2 separate regions of the Zea mays genome follow, and region 1 is linked to region 2. Evidence: chromatin contacts called from public Hi-C data. All regions are on one chromosome and are shown on one strand. The core of a region is the stretch at or near the end of the contact, and the rest is flanking DNA. Distances in the headings are between cores, read along the strand shown. Region 1 holds the start of LOC103653810 (auxin response factor 8). Region 2 holds the start of LOC100285115 (phenylalanine ammonia-lyase).

Region 1 (2,760 bases), core at 58-2,557, 310 kb before region 2:
AATCCTGGAGGAGTCCTCGGTCTCGAACGCCATCTTGAACCGCATCCCTGGGGACCACTGCACCCTCATCGCCACGCGGACCGCGGCGGCGCGAACGCAGAACTCGGGCGTGCTGGCGCGAGGGTAGTACACCACCTCAAACGACTGCCCGGCGGCCGCCAGCCTCGCCGCCTCGGCCACGTCCTCTGGTCGCACCTTGCCCCGTGCCTTGGCGGCCGCGCACGGGCTCACATTCCCTCGCATGAGGCCCGCGTAATGGTCCCACCCGGCCGCAGGGGAGTCGTCGCCTCCGCCTCCACCGGCGCCGCAGAACCCGCGCTTGGCACGCCGGATGCCGACGTGCAGGTCCCCGCTGTCGCCGCGGAGGAACACGATGGAGTCCCCTGCGACGAGCTTCTTCTGGTTGACGAACGTGCTCCACCCCGTGGTGAGCAGGTGCCGGCGCGGCGTGCCCCGGTAGATGTGGCGGAACTTCCAGGCGGCCCCGTGCACGTCCTTGGCGACGACGGTCTGCACGGGCGGGTCGGCGGCGTAGTCCAGCCGCGGGAAGATCGTCTCCGCGCAGTACCTCGGCACGGAGAACCCGCCGCCGTTGTTGGCGTCGGACTGTGTCAGCGTCTTGGCGAACGAGGCCGGCTTCTCCTGCTCGTCCGCCGCGGCCGCGTCGTCCTCGACGCCACCCGCGTCCGCGTCCGCGTCCCCGCCGCGCAGCGGGACGAGGCGGATCCTGGCGAAGACCTCATCGGTGTCTGGGTCAGCCATGTAGCGCACTGCCGTGACGCGGCAGGGGACCAGCGCCGGGACGCGCGCCGCGGAGAGGTCGGCCGCACCGGCGAGGCCGAGCGCGTGCTCCGCGTGCCCCTGCGGGAAGTAGTAGACGCTGGCGCCCACGGGCGGCACGGTGCACATGCCGCCCGCGCACGCCAGCCACAGCTGCCGGTCCACGCACCGTTCGGCGCCGGCCGCTGCCGGCTCCGTCAGGTCCGCGAACGTGATCATCGGGAACGCACCGAGGCGAGGGCCGGCCAGTAGAGTGAGAGCGGGAGGTGGAGGAGGAGGAGACGAAGGCGAGCGGGTCTGCCGGTGTCGTGTGTAACTGAGCTACGGTGGTGCTTGTTTTTCACGGTAACGAGCAGGAGTAAACCCCGTTGCGACTTATAAGTGCCCGTTCGGTGAGTGGGAGTGAGCGACAGGGCGCCAGGCCCCCAGGCTGATGTGCGGAGCCGGACAGTCGCGTAGGAAACAGCAACGAGTACCAGTACGCGTGGAGCGGCGTCACTGTGTGGAAGTTTGAGGCCCGTGAGTTTCGGTATGCGTCAGCGACTCAGCGTGGTCGAAACCCAGGAACACCGTTGTGGTTGTGGCCTGTGGGGTTTCTGGTCCGTGCAACTATGCAAATGTGAAACGAATTCTCAAATAAAATGTTGATATCCACTGAAAAAGAGAGAAAAAAATGTTGGACACTCAATCTCCATATGAAAAAAATGTTGGATGTCTCAATAAACATAGTAAATGATGAAAAAACTGAAGGGTTTTGCATGACCTAGGGCTTGAACATGCGAGCTAAGCCATCCACACGGTGCCATTTACACCCTAGCAAAGACCACCTGAGTCGACTACAGAGGACAATAAGTCTACTTGAGTCGAGTAGAGCAAAAACCCTTCATAATAAATTGAGCTCGAGTCGGGTGAATCAAAATCATATTCGCGATCGTACCTGTGAAATCTATCTAAATCTAACTATGATCACACCTACCAGTGTCATTCCAAACTCGTACCCGAGCCCGTCAAGTTTCGAGCCACCTACATTCTTTTATTTAGCATACACTTTTAAACAATAATTTAGTTGTAAGTAATTAAGTAATTATGTACGAACGATAATCCTACTACTAATTAAGAAAGCAGTGTGGACGCTCGGCGCGGTCATGCCCCCGCCTCGCCTCTCCCTCCCACTCCCCTCCAACATGTCACTGCCATAGTGGACCCGTCCTACGCTCCCCTCACATTGCTCGCCCCTACCCCAGCCATCGTCGCGCCGCCCCATTCTCCCCGTCCTCGGCACTTCGCTACACGCCCGCCCCAGTCCGACGCCCCCCGTGCTCGGCGACTCCCCCTTCGTCCTCTCGCTGAGGCTGCCTTCGTCCTGCCCCACACCCGCTGCGTCGCCCGAATCTGTGCTCGCGATGCCTTCACTTCTCCTCTGCGCCGTCGTTTCCTCTGCATCACCAGCCATGCCGCCGACTTGCCTAGGACGGAGCCCGCCCGACCAACCATTCCAGGCGCCACGCCGTCCCCTCTGCGTCGTCCACTCCGCGGTGTGGTCGGCTGTCTCGGAGCCCTCGCGTCCCCTAGCCCATGCACCCGCCTCGTATGCCCCAACTGCCCGAACGCCATGCCCCCGCCTCGTCGTCCCCTCCGCGCAGCCGCACAATCGTGGTGTGACCGACCGTGGAGGAGCCCTCGTGTCCCCTAGCCCAACCAGCCATGGGCCCCATCGTTTCCCCTTCCACGCAGCCAGGGCCCCCAAATTTGGCAATGCACCATTCCCCCCAACAAGCGCGCTCGATCTGGCAATTGCGTGCATTATCTCCGTCGCCGATTTGGAAAGCGCACGATCTACGACGCTGATTTGGAAAGTGCCTTGCCAAATGATTCCAACACAAATCCCCCAAATCGTGCACCCACCATCATTAAAAAGGTCGCAATTGCCAGACTGCTACAACCATCCTACAACGACGGAAATCCTTCGCTCACACTCCT
Region 2 (2,810 bases), core at 169-2,668:
AACAACTCATTTATTATATTTGTCTATATTTTCTGCTGTTTTTTAACTTTGGTTAAATTTATCTATATTTTCTGCTGTTTGGGAACATTAGCGGGCTGGCACTGGCACGACCCGTTTTTTTGAGCGTGCCTAGCGGGCTGGTCCGACACAAAAAGTGGCCCAGAGGGCCGTGCCTGGGCCAACGGCCAGGCACGTGGGCTCTCTAGGCACGGCCCGTTCAGCCCGTATACCCGGGCCGGCCCGTTGGCTGATGGGCCGTGCTTCCCCGGGCCCGTGCCGGGTCGTGTCGGGCCGGCCAGTTGGCCATCTACAGTGATAATAGTGCTGGTACAAACAAACAAACAAATAAGTAAATAATACTAGACCGCCGCTTTCAACAATATTTTACGCCTTTGGTTTTTTTTTTCTTTCTAGGAAGAAATACAATTCCTCCTTGGTCCAAAATGTTGAATCGTGGAATATTTCATGCACGACACGGTTCTCTGAACTTGGGAACAACAATGAGTGTTTGCCACAACATTTCCAGTGAATGACTTGGTTGAGTTGGTTCACACAACGAAGTGCTTCATGGGGGACTAGTGCTGCTGGTGAAGTAGTAGTTAACAGATTGCATGCTGCGCCAGATCTGGAGCGCCTTTCTTTCCTTGGACGTTCTCCTGCTGGTGCAGAATTATATGGGGGCAACTTGACCTCGCGATACTTGAGTCGAGTACTTGATTCTCCATTTTTTCCCCCTGTTTACTCCAATCGGCCGGTTATCAGAGTCGGGCAGAAATTGCAACCAAAGCAAAACAAGCGCGCAGTTTCTGGACGGTTGATGTGTACTTGCTTGATGCCCTAGAGCTAGAGGCCACAGCTGAGAGGGAGTCGTGAGTGCTAACGTAACGAAGTGGACTCGTCATTTCGTGCCATTTCTAGTGACATACTTGCAGCATCTGCAATCTCCCAGTGGTTGCGTGTGTAAGCCTGTAAGGTCCGGGGCAACGGACCGGACCAACTCGACACCCGACTGACCGAGACCTAATACTTGGGCAATAGCTCGCGTCCAGTCCAGACACACACGGGCTCCCCCCACCAAGCCCGTCGCACTCAGTGGCCACCCACCACCAGCCCACCTCCGGGCGCAACCGCGTCTGGTGCGGTGCCGTGCGCCCGTCGTCCGGCGGCAACCAGACTACCCAGAGCCCCGTCGAGCAGACGGGCCGGCGCCGGGTCAATGTCGAGTGTCGTATTCCCAGGCAGGCGGCCATGCGACGACCGGCTGCGCGCGGGCCAAGCTGCCAGCGCCGGCGGCAGAAGGTTGGCCGGCCCATCCAAGGGACAGGGAGGCGTCGTCGCGGAGTCAGCTCGGCCCGCCAACAACCTACCCCGGTGCCATGCCAGTCTCTGATCTGACCCCAACAACCTCCCCCTCCCACCCGTGGCCACGCTATTTATTAAGCCCGCCCTCCCCCGCACCGTTCTCCTCAGGACGAAGAGCCTACCTTTCCCCAGCTCTTCGTCTACAGCACTGCCACATTAGTAGTTAGTTACCAGCAGTACTACTCTTGTGTAGTAGCTTTTAATTTCCCCCAGCTAGCTAGCTAGTTTCTACTTCCGTCCGCGCGCGCTCATCTGCGCACGCACGTGTCCCCGTCCGCAATGGAGTCCGAGGCCGGCCTGCTTGTCCGCTCCTCCCTGAACGGCGAGGGCCTGTGCATGCCGGCGCCGCGCGCCGACCCGCTGAACTGGGGCAAGGCCGCGGAGGGCCTGTCCGGGAGCCACCTGGACGAGGTGAAGCGGATGGTGGCGGAGTTCCGCGACCCGCTGGTGAAGATCCAGGGCGCCAGCCTGAGCGTCGCGCAGGTGGCCGCCGTGGCCGTGGGCGCCGGGGGCGGCGAGGCCCGCGTGGAGCTGGACGAGTCCGCTCGCGAGCGCGTCAGGGCCAGCAGCGACTGGGTCATGGGCAGCATGATGAACGGCACCGACAGCTACGGCGTCACCACCGGCTTCGGCGCTACCTCCCACCGCCGCACCAAGGAAGGCGGCGCGCTCCAGAGGGAGCTCATCAGGTCAGACCACTCTTCAGTTCTGACTCAGCCGTGTTCAGTTTGGATTGTTAGTTTCCGCAGTTAGATTAGATGCTCCTATCAAACAGTGTTAGCGGTTTATTCACGAGGTCCTGCTGCACCGCAGGCGCAGCGTCGCGCCAGCTGCGCCTGCATGTGCTAGTAGCCATGTGCTAGTTGCATGTGCTAGTTCTTCAGTTCTGACTTGGCCAGCTGCATGTGCTAGCTGTTCACGGGATCCCATCAGTTACTGAAACAAGAAATACAGTATTTCCTTTTTTTTTCGGGGTGTTGTAGTTAGTTGTGCTAGTAGCTAGCTAGGTCGTTGGTGGGTTGGCATAAACGTTAAACTACCTCAAACTTTTTATCCCATAGATAGATAGTTCACATCATTCGTGCCTACAACCTTTACGAGTACAGTAGTAGTATACTCCGCTACCAATCCTATACACTATCATGTACTCTCTCTCCCTTTTAAACTTTTAGCTGTCTTACTTGTCGGTTTGTTTCATTCAAAAAAATTTATATAAACATTATATTGGTTTTATTAACAATAGTATTTTAATAATAATTTCTTCACTTTATTGTTTAAGGATTGGATAAAACAAATAGTTAAATATGATGGGTGCCACTACCAAACTTGGGTGCACGCGTACACCCAAACTTGTGCCACTACCACCGTACGGGCGGGCCACTCCTGTCCCACCGACCATACCAGCATATAGTTGGCCGGGTCGCTGATCGCCAGCGCGGCCTACCAAT

The links. Hi-C and Micro-C count contacts between places; a contact is called where the count stands out from the background.
Region 1: a Hi-C map of bundle sheath shows a contact between it and region 2, with 2.7 times the contacts expected there. The contact joins the promoter of LOC103653810 here to the promoter of LOC100285115 in region 2. A contact is called at or near these places in 7 of 25 Hi-C or Micro-C datasets (bundle sheath, ear, endosperm and 3 more).

Annotation. Positions count from the first base shown.
Region 1 is chr4:148,950,787-148,953,546 of Zm-B73-REFERENCE-NAM-5.0, reverse strand. It overlaps LOC103653810 (auxin response factor 8), which reads right to left and starts at 1,307. Exons shown (of 3, transcript XM_008680610.3): 1 at 1-1,307. The coding sequence starts at 999. It overlaps LOC103653809, which reads left to right and starts at 2,006. Exons shown (of 2, transcript XM_020552639.1): 1 at 2,006-2,760. The coding sequence starts at 2,184.
Region 2 is chr4:148,642,650-148,645,459 of Zm-B73-REFERENCE-NAM-5.0, reverse strand. LOC100285115 (phenylalanine ammonia-lyase) reads left to right here and starts at 1,418. Exons shown (of 2, transcript NM_001158010.2): 1 at 1,418-2,051. The coding sequence starts at 1,642.